Linked DNA regions of Mus musculus: all the other regions are linked to region 2. A link is a contact called in public HiChIP or PLAC-seq and promoter capture Hi-C data. All regions are on one chromosome and are shown on one strand. The core of a region is the stretch at or near the end of the contact, and the rest is flanking DNA. Distances in the headings are between cores, read along the strand shown.

Evidence for each region. HiChIP or PLAC-seq counts read pairs in DNA pulled down with a chosen protein or histone mark. Capture Hi-C pulls out chosen DNA fragments and counts their contacts.
Region 1: a contact with region 2 is called in an H3K4me3 HiChIP or PLAC-seq map of bone marrow-derived macrophages, with 4 times the contacts expected there. The contact joins the promoter of 1700108I11Rik here to the promoter of Ccdc28b in region 2. A contact is called at or near these places in 2 of 115 datasets of contacts at active chromatin or transcription factors (bone marrow-derived macrophages and effector CD8 T cells) and 1 of 9 other capture datasets (liver).
Region 3: a promoter capture Hi-C map of liver shows a contact between it and region 2. The contact joins the promoter of Zbtb8a here to the promoter of Ccdc28b in region 2. A contact is called at or near these places in 8 of 39 promoter capture datasets (cranial neural crest, embryonic stem cells, hematopoietic stem and progenitor cells and 4 more), 1 of 484 Hi-C or Micro-C datasets (CD4 T cells), 5 of 115 datasets of contacts at active chromatin or transcription factors (bone marrow-derived dendritic cells, bone marrow-derived macrophages, effector CD8 T cells and 2 more) and 3 of 9 other capture datasets (adipose tissue, liver and pancreatic islet).

The regions. Positions count from the first base shown.
Region 1 is chr4:129,851,447-129,856,155 of GRCm38.p6, reverse strand. 1700108I11Rik (a long non-coding RNA gene) reads left to right here and starts at 2,925. Exons shown (of 2, transcript XR_868199.3): 1 at 2,925-3,025; 2 at 3,456-3,653.
Region 2 is chr4:129,622,058-129,626,967 of GRCm38.p6, reverse strand. Ccdc28b (coiled coil domain containing 28B) reads left to right here and starts at 3,060. Exons shown (of 6, transcript NM_025455.2): 1 at 3,060-3,154; 2 at 4,181-4,368. The coding sequence starts at 4,205. It overlaps Gm34305 (a long non-coding RNA gene), which reads right to left and starts at 4,182. Exons shown (of 4, transcript XR_376684.4): 1 at 3,766-4,182; 2 at 3,215-3,334; 3 at 887-3,079. It overlaps Txlna (taxilin alpha), which reads left to right. Exons shown (of 11, transcript NM_001199695.1): 11 at 1-891.
Region 3 is chr4:129,376,480-129,381,256 of GRCm38.p6, reverse strand. Zbtb8a (zinc finger and BTB domain containing 8a) reads left to right here and starts at 3,229. Exons shown (of 5, transcript NM_028603.4): 1 at 3,229-3,517.

The sequences.
Region 1 (4,709 bases), core at 1,676-4,175, 230 kb before region 2:
AAACCACTCGGCTCAGATACCCTGCTTTGTTACTGGCAAGGCCCATTACACACGGTTTACACAAGTTAAAGTCACTGACGAGGCAGACTCACTATACACACACACGTGCACCTGCATGCTAACCCTTCTCCTGCCCCTGCATTTAATGTAACGACACAGCTCAATTAACAAGGACCCCTTTGCGTGATGCCACACCTAAGAAATCATTAACAAACATCTTCCCAGCCTAGGAAGCTGGGCAGTCAAGGGCCAATTTTAGAGTCAGTTTACGCTGTAGTTTATCATTTAAAAATGGGACTGGCGGTGAGGCCGGTGAAGACTAAATCTAATCAGGCACAACCCGGAGCACAAGGGAACTAGACAGATATGGGTACTGTTAGACCCTTGCTACTCCATCTTTCCGAATCCCTATCTTCAAAACAACCAAGCAGACACAAGTGACTTAACCAGTGCCACTGTGTGCTACACCTGCCAGTGGCTCTTCTGCAGGGCAGATGGCAAAGCTGCCAAGCCTGAAGTATTCTAATTGCTTTCAGTCTGCGTGAGCTGTGGAGAGGATGATAGGTGGGCGTGGGAAGGGCTCACCACCACTCCACCCCACCCCACCCCCGGTCCATGGCCAAACATCCCAGCTATCTCCTTGAACTGCTGACTGAGAATATACTGCTGACCTTTCACACTGATCTGCACAATGGTGCAGAAGGAAGTCTGTCTTAGTCATCTCTCGCTCCCTTCCTTAAGGCCTGAAACTTCTGTCCTGCGCCACGGCAGCCCATCACTAGCCATTAGGATTCCTCAGCTTCTACCTTTTCTTGTTCATTCTCCTCCACTCGGATGACACATCCCACATGCACAGTACGAGTCAGTCACCCTTTAAACACACAGCCTCTAACTCAAGAGGACTCTTACATAACCTTTTGCACAAAGACCTGATCTTGCAACGGCTGATCACTGACTGACCTTCCGTGCCTCTGCTCTGCAGAAAGCGGCAATCTACAGTTAGAGGCTCTGACTCAGATGACTTGTGTGGGCTGGGTGTCATTCTGATGCTGTGATCCCAGCACTCTGGAGGCTGAGGCAGGTGGTGGGAATTCCAGGCCAAAGTAGGCATAATCCTGTCTCAAAAACTAGTGGTACAAACGTGTCACCACCACCCCCAGCACTCAGGAGGCGGTGGCAGGAAGATCAGGGATTCAAGGTCATCCTCAACTATTCTTAGCCAGTTCAAAGCCAGCCTGGGCTAGATGTAAGACCTTGTCTCAAAGACGAAACAAGATATTGCTGGTGCTGAGACATTGATCTCTTGAACAAAGCACATGGCTAAGGCTGTCCCTGTGAGAGTACACTGCCCATTTACTGAGATCCCTGCCTTAGCATCACCAACCTACCTTCCCAACCTCACTAAATTTGCTTGCCTTCCTTACCATATTCAGGATCTGCACTGCTGTGCCAACCCACACCAAGCAGTTTTTCAAGTTTACACAAACTCCTTGGGAAATACTGGTACCATCTTCATATATCTCAGCATATAGCGGGTTCCTTCATCTTCCTCGGTCTCATGGCCATTCCGTCTGACTGTATTAATCACTAATTCCTATGCTCTTCCTCACGTTCTCTTATTGCACTGATGTTTAACTGAAAAGAAATGTTCTTCTCCTACCCCTTAATAATTTCTTGCCAGTTTGTCATGTTCCCTCCCCTGGTATCCTCAGTGGCTAGGATAGTGGGTAAACACGTAGCAGGCACACCGCACTCACTCACAGGAGGTTGTCACAGCACTCAACAAGCTGTGTTTAATCCCTTGGGGTTTTGATACATGGACTCCCTATGTAGCCTAGGTCCTCCTGCCTCAGCCATCCAAATGCTAGCTACAAGTGTGTGCCACCATGAGCCCCACAGCTGGGTGTGGAGAGACAGGACCACTGGGAGTCCTAGGCCAACCTAGGTTTTTGTTTTCTTTTGGTTACGTAACTAGAAAAAAAAAAAAAGGAAAACTTAAGAGCTGCCAAGATGGGCTGGTGAGATGACTCAGCGGGTAAGAGCACTCTTCTGAAGGTCCTGAGTTCGAATGCTAGCAACCACCCATAAAGAGATCTGATGCCCTCTTCTGGTGCATCTGAAGTCAACTACAGTGTAACTTATGTATAATAAAAATAAAAAATAAAAAGCTGGCAAGATGGTTCAGCAGATAGAGTGGCTTGGCATCAGCCTACAATCCAACCTCACTTCCTGGGACTCAAAAGTGGAGGAACCAATTCCTGCAAGCTGTTCTCTAACCTCCACACAAATGCTGTGGGGTACCCACAAACACATACACAAATTAAATGTAATTTTAAAAATTAAGGTTTAAAGCCAGATGTGATGGCACACACCATTAATCCTAACATTCGGGAGGCAGAAACAGGTGGATCTCTGTGAGTTCAAGGCTAGCCTTGCCTACAAAGTAGAGCAAGCTACAGAGGGAGACCACATTGGGGGGGGGGGGGCAAAGTGTGCTGGCACACACCTGTAATCCCAATATTATCACCAGGGCAGATGTTCCCAGGCCGTAGTGCCTTAGATCCACATGGAGATAAGACCCAGGTGTTGCGGCACCTGTTCCTTCTTGGCTGTGGGGAATCTTTCCTTGCCTTCTGTGGGTCCCCCATACTACCTACAGTGCTAGCTTGGGGGCCCGCCCTTCATCCATCTGCGAAGCCAGCAACATTAAACCCAGGAAAGGCTCTCTGAAGAACTTCCATCAGTCTGCCAGTTCACCTAGGAAATGCCTATTTCAGCACTGCTATTCACATGAAGCCCACTCATCATGTCAGGCCCAGGAACTTTAGCTGCACGCATCTGAGGAACCATTATTAAGTCACAATGCTTGTTTGTTTCTGTGTTGAGGCCCTGGCTGTTGTAAACCAGGCTGTTCTCAAACTCGAAGAGATCTGCTGCCTGCCTGTGTCTTCTGGGTGCTGGGATGAAAGGCATGCAGCACAACTGCCCAGCTCAATGAAGACTTCAGTGGCATCAATCCCACCAGGTAGACAAATCCAACACTAGGAGAACCCACCACTAAACTAAGTGCAACAGAACTTCTGGTGGTCTTTATAGGAGTAATCCCAATGAAATAAAAATTCTCACTGGGAGACAGAGAGGGCAGTGCATGCCTGAAATCCAGCACTTAAAAGGGGCCGGAGGATAAAAATCCCAAATAAGACGTCTGGTCTACATAAGAAGTTATAGACCAGCCTATAGAGACCCTGTTTCAAAAATAAAAAACCCAAACCACAAAACAATCTATGCTGGAACAGACTCAAAGGAGAATGTAAGTTTAGTTTTACTGTAAATTAAAGAGAAATTTAACTGTAGTGTTCAATTCCCAGTACAGGGTGTGTTTCTGTGTCAGAACAAGGTAGATGTGAAATCAAAACGATTTGTCTTTTGTATGTGTACACACTTGTGTGTTACAGCACAGGCTCCAAGGATCAAACTCAGGCATGGTGGCCATCTTGCCAACTCCTCAAACCAAATAAAGACAGGTTCTCTCTACAAAGCCATGGCTACCTTGGAACTCACTTCACAGACCAGGGTGGTCTTAAACTCAAGTGATCTTCCGACCTCTGCTATCCAAATAATGCCAAGATTAAAGGTTTATACCACCAACTCCAGCTTTTTTTTTTTAAAGATTTATTATATGTAAGTACACTGTAGCTGTCTTCAGACACTCCAAAAGAGGGCATCAGATTTCGTTACGGATAGTTGTGAGCCACCACGTGGTTGCTGAGATTTGAACTCTGGACCTTCGAAAGAGCAGTCGGCGCTCTTAACCACTGAGCCATCTTGCCAGCCTCAGCTCTGACTCTTATCATGCAATAAATAGTATGTTTATAAGTTGGTGGGAATTATGTAGAAAAGTTAATGAAAAGGGTATCAGAAAAAGGCACTTAAATTTGAACCTTTAATCAAATAAGGGATGAGATTTAAGAAGATGGAAATGCTTGCCTTAAAATTAAAAAAATAAAAGGGAGGTGGCTGGAGAGTTGGTTGGCGGTGTGAGTGCTTTTGCAGGTTCTGCAGAGGGCCCACGTTTCTTCAGCAGTAGTTCCAGGGGATCCAATTCTGTCTCTTGGTTTCCATGGATACCTGCACACATGTGGCACACACACATCAAATTTTTCTTTTCTAAATCTTAGAAATACTATAGAATGGGACCCTTTACACTGGGTATGTTGGTAGTAGTAACTAAGACAGTGGCATTGCGTGCCCACCAGAGATGGCTGGGTAAGGTGTAACCTGGCAAGCTTCTTTCAAAGCTTTGGTGTGAGCGCTGGGACACACTGGCCAGGGCACACTGTGACAGTGAGAGGACAGCTTTCAGCTGTCATTGTTGAGACCATCCAGCACTATCACAAGCTGGCTCTGCTCGCTCTCTCTCCTCAGGAGTGCTGGGATGACAACTATCCGTAGCATCCAGCTCTCTCTCTCAAGCACGGGCTCCAGGGATGAGCTCAGCCTTTTTACCCGCTGAGCTGTTTTCCAGGTTCCTTGTTTCTGGGTTTAAAAACCAATTAGAACTAAAGTAAGGAAGGCATTAAAGAAGTAAGAACCCCCAAAGAAAAAGAGCTAAATGAGGCAGATGTGGCAAGTTGGAAAGAGCACTAAGGTTGACACAAGGCCATGAAACTTTAGATGCATCGGCATGGTCAGATACACAATATCAGAGG
Region 2 (4,910 bases), core at 1,811-4,310:
TTGCCTCACTTCAGCTACCTCTTAAAGCTTGTGCAGGGTGACAGCTGCTGGGTCTCAGTGTGGCAGGCCAGAGAACCTTGGCTTTCCCTCCATCCACTTGTAGGCACCCAGGGCAATGCAGATAGTAATCTCTCCCTTCTACCTTCTCCCCTCTGACCATATCTACAGTCACTACAGCTGCTCTGCTTTCCAAAGTCAGCCCAGGAGACTGGGCCAGCTTCAGGGAGGCTGCCTGTCTGTGAGAGGGCCAGCGCCTTCCTCACTTGGGCAAGTCCCCTGCACATGACCTCATTTTAGGACCAAGAGCTATGTTGGTTTCTTAGATTGTTAGCTTTTTCTCTAGAGGACCACAGTGGGTATGGCTTGGAGTCCAGGGCCCTTGGCTATACAAACAATATTTAGGTCCTTGTCCAGGGGAGAACTTCGTGTATGCCATGTCAGCCCCACTTTTTGTCGTTGTTTTCCATGAGGCTTTTTTGGACCATGGTCGGAGCTTAGGCACTTTCTGTAAGAATGTTTCTGTAAAGATGGTTATTTAACGCTTCCTAGTCCCCATCATGTTAGTCCTCCAGAGCGCTAACCCAGAGGCCAGTGGAACTGCCCAGGTGTCCACAGAGGGGCTGCAGCCTGCAGAGAACTGCTCCAGCCCCCCTCCACCTTAGTAGCATGTGTGGACCACCAGGCATCTGACTGCCCTTGACCAGCCTCGGGTAGGAGGGCTGCCTCTGTCCCCATGACTGCTTTCCTTTGCCACCCATACTTGTTTGAAGTTGTGCTGACAGCTTTTTTTTTTGTACCCTTTCCCGTTCCCAGTTTGCGTTGGAATTGGCAGCAGCCAGGGACTTGCTATTGATGAATTTTACATTAAATAGTCCTGTTGCCTTACCTGTATCTCAGCCAATCGAATTATTGGATCTTTCTGGATCTGCAGAGTGGCAGTGGCCGGTCATCGTCCCACATCCTCCTGGCCACAAGTTGAGGACCATGACAGATTCTTTAGCTGTGTTTGCTCTTGGCATAGAAAAAAAAAAAATCAAAGGACATAAGTAAAAAATGTTAGACATTTCAATAAGGTGTGTACAGCTGCAATCCCAGCATGGAAAGGCTGAGGCATGGTTGCTATGAGTTCAAGGCTGCCTTGGGCAATATCAGCTAGGCTTATATGAGCAGAAACCCTATCTCAAGGGGCGGGGCTGAGGCTCTCCAGGTGGGGTGCCCTTGTTCCCAGCACTCTGAGGTCAGCCTGATGCACATGTAGTGTTCCAGTTTGCTGTAGTGAGACCCTGTCTCAAAAAGGGCGTGAGGAGGAGGGGTGGCTCCCCAGATGCTAGAGAGGATCTGCTCCTTCAAGTTGCCTTTTGTTCTCCATATATACAGCTTGACACCCACCGCCACTCATGCACTGGTGCTCATATAATACATGTAATTTTTAAAAAAAAACGTAGCTACTGAGAGGAAACAAAGCTTTAAAGCAGAAGTCCTGAGAAGGACAGACAAGTCATGACCTCATCCAATACTCAGTTGAACCTAGTGTGGGAGAACATGCCTTTAACCCAAAGGCAGAAGCAGACTAGTGAGACAGGTGCCCAGGAGGGTGAGGGGAGAGATGAGGTTTGTGTTTAGGTGTTCCTTAGGAGTTCAGAGCAGACCCAGAGGGCCTTGAGGACCTATTGAAGGAAGGTGTTCACACAGCTGAGTAAGGGGTAGGAAGCTACTGGGTCTGTGCTCTCGCCCTCCTGGGGAAATGCGCATGCGCGCGGCCTTAGTAGTTCCCTAATTCAGCTGGTTTCCTCTAAGGGACACTGTAGGTGGCCTCAGCCAGCACCAGGTCTCTGGGTTGGTTGGGCAGAAAAGATGGAACTGCTCAGCTTTATAGGGGCTGTCCCTTGATTCCTTCTAGCCAGAAGCGGTAGACAAATTGATTCTAAAAGTCCTCCAGTAGGGGTGGAGAGGATTCCTTTCCTGCCTCCGCATCAGGAGCTTGCAAGCGCAAGTGGCTCCGCAAAAGCTTCTGGCTCCTCAGGGAAGCAGCTGAAGGTGGCAACCCCGGGTGCTCCTGGGCCCACTGTCACTTTGATGAACGAAGCTGGCACCCTGCTCCAGCAGCAATTCTGAGAGGAAAGGGACCTTCCAGCGTGCTCCCCTCCCTCCGGTTCTTGGTTGTTTAGAAGTCTTGGATTAGAGTTGCTTCCTAGAGCAGTTTGCATGTTAACAGCACCTGGAAAAGATCCCAGAAGCAACACCTCTGGGTGCCCACAGCCAGGGAAACCTACTGTTGTTGCTAAAGGAAAAGGGAAGATGGATGCTTTGTTGCCTAGGTCGCTTTAATTTGAGCCTGCTGGGCAGCCTGACACCCTCTCCTGTGGCATCGGATGCTGTTCTGGAGATCTGAACCAGACTCCTCTGCCAGATCTTCAAATAGCCTCATTGGTGGGACCTCCCTCCTCCAGCAGCACAACCGCCAACAGTTCTGGGCCAGCCTCCTTCCGGAGCTCTCACGCCCCACCTCCTGCCAGCCTGCTTGGGATCCTATTTGCTCTGGTTCGGAGGTGGGGAGAGGCCCTGTCAGTTCTTCAGCGCTTACAGGCTAGGAGTATCTGGATGTCACAGGACAGCGACCGTGCCCAGGAATGAGTGACAATTGATTATTTTCCGTAAAATCGGGATAACAGTTATGTCTCAGGATTGAATGTACATAAAAGGCTTAACAGGGTGCTGGGTACTGATTGTCTTTGTTCCTTCTGGTGTCCGCCCCTCATTTTCCCGTATACTTATATATTGCCTCTGCCCACACATTCATTTAGCCCCATCATTTCCCTACCACCCCTGCTGCAAACAAAGCCACCACCATTTTGTAAGGGATCCCCTCCAAACGTGACAAGAAAAGGAAATGATTTTAAATCCATATCCCGTAACTAACAGTGCTCCTTTAGTTCTTGTGGGAGGTAGGGAAGGGGAACTGTTAAATCGACGGAAGTACTCTCCTCCGGCTCCGCTCCCAGGGAATCCAAAGAGGGCTACTTTCTCTTTAAATGCAAATCATCTCCAGCCAGCTTAGCTCCCTCCAGCTCCAGTTCCCCTGAGGAGAGAGAAAGCAGGGTGAAGGGAGATTGCAAAGAAGCACTGTTTCACACTCCAGACCCCAAACTTCCAGGTCAGTAGAACCCCAAGGGGGCGAGAAGGGAGTGAGGAGGATGGGGGCGGGGTGCCGCACCTGATGCTTGTTTTTTGAAGCCCGAATTGAGAACTGAATCTTTCCTTAGGCACATCTCAGGCGGATCACAGTCGCTCTGGCTGCCGCTTCCATCAGGTCTCTTACTGGGTCACACTGCTGCTACATGGAGAGAAAAAGAGTTCTGTCTCCCACCACCACCACCCCCCACCCCACCCCCGAGCCCCACTGATGCCACCCAGCTGTTCCATGCCAGCTTAAACGCTTAATGTTCCGATTTGACCATCGCCCTCTCGGAAGTAAAGTGAGGGAGCTGAGACCTCCCCTGGAGAGGACCTCAGCAGACCAGATACCTAGGTGATGGGGCTGTAGGGGAGTCAAGCTAAGCTAATCAAGTCAGAGTTACATTGTTGGAGGTCTAGCCCCTAAAGACTTTCTAACTAGAAAAAGAAGAGACTAGAAGCTGTCCTGGGAACTTCTGGGCAGCCCTGGCATGTGTAGTTGAAGTGAAGTGGAAGAGAGGCCAGTGATGAGCCGGCTATTCCTGGTCCATATGATTGACACCAGGGTATTTCCAGGTGTCCCTGCCTTACCTTGGTTGCACCTCATGCAGTTAGTCAGTATCCGCTGCCATATACAGACCGTTGCCTAGCAAATGGCCTCCTGATCCTCAGCTTGCTCCCCTAGTCACATCCACCCTGTCTCCTGAGCATCTTCCTCTACAGCCCCAGGCTCTGGGCTGTAGTGACAGGAAAACAGCAAGATGACCCTGGTCTGGGCCAGCCCTCTCCAGCAGGCAGATGGGGCTGTCAGGAAGAAAAGGGCTTTGCTGGCCTTGGGAGGTCCTTCAGATGCATAGCTACAGTCCAGCAGCAGGCTGGCATATGACCCTGTACAGACAAGAGGACAGAGCTCCTGACTGATGGACAAAGATACATCTGAAGACCCTTCCTCTCAGACGAAAGAGGGTGCTGAGTGAAGGGATGATTTTGCCCCCTTCCTTCCCAGACCTGAGGTCCAACACACCACCCAATGGAAGACAAAAAGAAGAAACGGAGTCCTAAGCCCTGCCTGACCCAACCAGCACAGGCCCCAGGCACACTGCGCAGAGTCCCTGTGCCCACCAGCCACAGTGGCTCCTTGGCTCTGGGACTCCCTCATTTGCCATCACCCAAGCAGCGAGCCAAGTTCAAGAGGTGAGTAGGGAGGGGCTCTTGGCCAGACTGGAGACTCCCAGGTGTGAGCCGAGCACTGTGTAAGGAGGACCTGCAGACATCGACATCGCTGCTGAACAGCAGCCAATGCCTTACCCATTCACTGGGGATGTAGACCCGACGTGTCCTCAGGTACATAGAGACCACTGGCTCTAGCTCTGAGGAGGGAGTGAGTGAGTGTGACTGTGAGAGGAAGCTGCTAGACACTGATGAGGGGAGGTGATAATCAAGACTGAGAATGCCATGAGAACCAAGACACTGATGGAAGGGCCCCAGGAGTGTAGGGATAAACACCAGGGAGGACGATTCCTTCCTTTTAAATTCATTGTATTTTGGTCACCACGCTGGGAGATTGACCTCAAGATACTGATACTGGGCAAGTGCTCTCCCACTGTGCTTTCTCCCTCGCCCATTTAAGTTCTCTGCTCAGTTCTTTTTAAATAATGGAAGTCTGGCTGCAAGTGGTAGTGCAGGGCCATCATCCCAGCCCTTGGGTGGCAGAGGTGCAGGATCAGGAGTTCACA
Region 3 (4,777 bases), core at 1,980-4,479, 250 kb after region 2:
TGCATCTCAGACTCTTGTCCCAGATCTGAAACCCAACCCAACCGTAGGTGTTGAATAAATTTCTGTAAAGTTGGAAAGAGATGAGGGAGAGATGGCTTCGTGGTTAAGAGCCCTGGTTGCTCTCACAGGGACCGTGGTTTGGGCCCTGAGGTGGCTCATGAATATCCTAACTCCAGTCCCAGGGGATCGAATACCCTCTCTGTTCTTCACCACTGGCAGCAGGCACATTCAAGGTCCACAGATATACAGGCCAGAAAAAAACATTCATGAACATAAAATTTAAAAAAAAAAAACAAACTTAAAACTTGGAATGAATTCTCCTCTGTAAGAATATGAACTAGGGAGAATTTTAAGAATGAAAAACAACGATCTACAACAGCGAGAAAGACCAAAGAAGTACTGGAAGAGGGGGTGGCTGAATAGCGTGGGAGCTACTGAAGTTAGCAGGGTGAAGATAAAAGAAACTCCATTTCTTCTTCCTTGCAATCCAGTTCATGGCCAGCCTTATGTTCCCTTCTGGAACACGGTTATCGAACTTGTTCTGTGTTTGTTCATCTATTTTTGAGGAAAGGGCCAGGTGGCGTTTAGCCCAGGCTAGCTTAGAATGCCCGGTCTTCCACCATGCCTAGCTCTGTTGACAGTTTTAATTCACTAACACTAAAATAAAACCTCTGGCTAGGCCTAGGGGCACACACCTCCCTCCCCAGCTCCTTGGGTGGTTGAAACACCAGGATAGGCTGAACTCAGAAGTTCCAAGACAGCAGGAAGAGGCGGGTAAAACCCTGTTCCAAAAACAAACCTTAGCTGGGCATGTTGGTGCACGCCTTTAATCCCAGCACTTGGGAGGCAGAGGCAGGTGGATTTCTGAGTTCAAGGCCAGGCTGGTCTACAAAGTGAGTTCCAGGACAGCCAGGGCTACACAGAGAAACTCTGTCTCGAAAAAAACCAAAACCAGCCAACCAACCAATCAAACAACAACAACAACAACAAAAAACCCCAAACCTTTTCCCCCCCAAACTGTTGAGATTTACTACTGTGTATGATTCGGTGGGGTATAGGAGAGCACAGTGGAAGCCCTCAGGAGTACAGGGCCTGCCACTTGTCCAGGGGACCACAAGTGAGGATACATTTGACCCTACAGCCAACAGGGATAAGGCACTTCTCAGCTACCACGTCTTCAAATTCATCAGCATTACATTTGGGGAAGCTCCACTTCCTTGAGATATGGATCTTCTGGTGGCCAGGAACTTGAACTTGGCTCCCTGTAGAGCCTCAGTCACATGGCCCTTATCTGAAAGCTTGGCGTAGAGGGACAGGGTGACCTGGCCAAAGTAAACCCTGGCCACTGTGCCCAGGGGCTTCCCAAAGGCATCCTGCACACCTGTCCGGGGCCTAGGTTGGGAGCAGACAAGAATAGCTGCTAAAGAATTGTTTCCAACTTCCCTTTAGACAACTGTGTAGGCAAAAGGCTCCTGCACACCGGGCCTCCACCGGGAAAGGGATCCTCCTGGTTGGCTTAGTTGTTTTGAGCTTAATCCTGGCTGAAAGAGAACAGCACAGAGAGACCTGCCTGCTCTCTGTGTGTGTGTGTGTCCCCCAGACAGGGTCTCCTATGTAGCTCTGCCTGTCCTGGAACTATGTAGACCAGGGTGGTCTCGAACTCAGAGCCTCCTGAGTTCTGGCATTACATGCATGTGCCACAACACCTGGTGTCCTAATGATTTTCTTTCTTTTTTTAAAAAAAGATTTATTTATTATATGTAAGTACACTGTAGTTGTCTTCAGACACACTAGAAGAGGGCGTCAGATCTCATTATGGATGGTTGTGAGCCACCATGTGGTTGCTGGGATTCGAACTCGGGACCTTTGGAAGAGCAGTCAGTGCTCTTAACCGCTGAGCCATCTCACCAGCCCTGTCCTAGTGATTTTCAAATAAGCACTGGTCTACCTTTCCTTCCATTATCTCCCATTACCTCAAAAGTCCAGGAAACGAATCTTAATCACAGAGCACCCCTGGGGTAAACAGGTGTGACATTAAGAAACTGTTAGGTGTCAAACCTGGGACAAATAGCTGGGGTGCCTAGTTAACATGTCAAAGCTGACCTGGCCACCAGGTTCTCCCAGCATCCCTCAGTCCAATACCTGTTACAGGGTCCTCTAGGCTGGCATATCCGGCCCCCTAGCTTGAATCCTCCAGTCCAGGGGGCTGAGCTATTCTTCCCTATATAATCCAACCATTTTGGCTCCCTACCCTCTTTGTAATTTGGGTCTCCTGCTGTACTTGGTTCTGCTGCTCTCTCTCCTCCCTCCCCCACCCCACATCACAGGGCACAGCTCAGTTCACTCTGTACTCTCCCAGATGTTCCTGCCTCTGGCTGTGCTCTCCCACATATCTATAATAAACTTTCTCCTCCACTATACCTAGGACCAGGCATGTCCCTTTCCTTTTTATTTCTCCTTTTTTTTTTTTTTTCATTCAGAAATGACTGTATTGTATTCTCAGAGAGAATGATGTTCGAATACATAGTTACTTAGTGAGGAGATCGGAGAAATAGGACCCTGATGGGCTTGACTGAGGCTTGGGAGAGGAACGCCTCAAAATATTAAACGCATGCTTTGAGACTTTGAATCTTCTCCCCCATTCCGCATTACTTGACAATCAGCGTGAAGAAGTAGAAAACTAATTTAGTTTGTGGAATTTAAGCAGTATGAAAATTCAGCGGTTTACTATTTTAGGAAATGTATCACCTGATATTTGTGTGCCATAAATATTAGGGTCACGTCAGAAGAGAAACTTGATTTTACGACCAATTTTTATATTTGAAAACACGAAACACTGTTTTGTACTAGTTTTATATAAAGAATCACGGCCTCTTAATCTCAGCCCCTCCGGGCTTGCCTCTTCAAAGGGCTTGATGGGGACCTACAGAGGTTTCTAAAAGGCTATAACTGAAATTAAGTGCTTCGTCAAAGGGCGATTTTGTGGAACTCTCTCCCATTTTACGTCGCTAAACTTAAGTACAATAATGTCACATGTATACAGTATTTGTGGGCACGCCTAAGTCCCTCCCTCTCTCCTTGAACCAATATCTCCACATATTAGAAATCCAGCCCTTCTGCCCTCCGGAGGCGCCTTTCCCAACGTAAAGTACAATTTTAAAATTTAAGCTCCCGACTAAAAGAATGATCCCCAATCAACTGCTGGGGAACCTGGGCGCCCTAGTGCCTGCGGAGGGTGCAGTCGGGCGTGGGCACGGACAGGGGGAGTGGGCGAAGCTGCTGGTTGGTGCCTGAAATCTGTGCGTTGCCCCTTTAATTGTGTCCTCAGCCCTCGGGCGTTTCTGTCCAACGCCCACGTCAGCAAATACCTTTTGTTTCTCCCACGTTGGGGCTACTTGTTTTAGGGCGCAAAGCCTCGGCTTCGGAAAGGGGCTGCTTCCCCTACCCGGAACCGGGAATCGCTCCGCAGCGCGCGCGCGCGCGAGCGAGCGAGCGAGCGAGCGGCTAGAGCCCCGCGGTAAGTGGCTGCACGGGCGCGGGCGGGAGGAGGGCGGCCCGGGCGTCGGGGCTGCGGGCCGGGCCCAGAGCCTGGCGGAGGGCGGCGGAGCCGCCGGGGTGCGCCCCGGGACTGCAACCCCAGCCGGTGCGCCGGGCGACGCAGGGGGCACCCGGCGCCATTTGCAGCCGGGGGCGCAGAGCGGCGGCTCCGAGGGTCGGCGACGGCCACAAAGGAGACGCGGGCGGCGGCGGCGGCCCCGGGCGCGGCTGCGGGACAATGGCTGCACCGTCGCCGCCCGCGCCCGCCCCGCCGCCAGCCTTGGCCCGGCCCGGGGAAAGGCGGGAAGGCGCCCGAGCCTCCTGACGGCCGCGGCGGCGAGGCGGCGCCACGGGGCCGGGCGTGTCTGCAGACGTCGGGCGCGGGGCGCGGGGCGCTGCAGCCCGGCGGTCTCACTCCGCCCTCCACTCTCTGGTTTTCCATCACGACGCGACAGTTCTGGGCTTAGAACCGAGGGCAGAAATATGGAGCCCCAGCTGGCCCCGCGGCAGAATGTCCCTGGCATCTCCCACCTGGAGACACTGTCGGCTTTAGTCCCTTCGCGCTCTGGCGCGCTTACTCGCCCTTGACCGTGCGGTTATTCGTAATCCACGTCTTTGCGAGACGTGTTTGGAATAGGATTCACACCTAGCGGGCACCCAACCACACACGCCGCCAACACCTAGAAGTCTTTCTATTTGCAGAACTTTAGTAAATGGAGTGGTTTCACTTTGACGAAATATTGCACTTAATTTCTTATGAGACGGCTACGGGTTCCGGCTGTTTATTCTACCTAGCAAAGGGGAAAGGGGGAAAAATAAAACGCTAATGGTTAGGGAGTCTCATCCCTAGGCAGGGAGCTGAGACGTGGCAGCCCCCCAAGGCGCCCTGTTCTTGCAGCGTCCCGGAACAGTCTCCAAAGTACCAAAACCTTCGCTGATTTTATCACTTAAATCGCACTTTTATTTACCTATTTATTCTTTGTTTTAAAGCGGACTCAGGCTAGACTTGAAAATTTGATCTTACCTCCACCTCGGGAGGGCTGGGATGCACTAGGCAAATTTTTGGCACAATTATATACTTTTTAATATTCAAAGACGTTAATATAAGTTTTAAAACTCCTCTTTTAAAAAGCTATTTTATATATCTTTTTTTTGAAGGCACTGTTTCATGTACCCCAGGCTAGCCCTAAATCTTGGACCTCTGATTCTCTTGCAGCCCCTACCAAATGCTGGGATTACA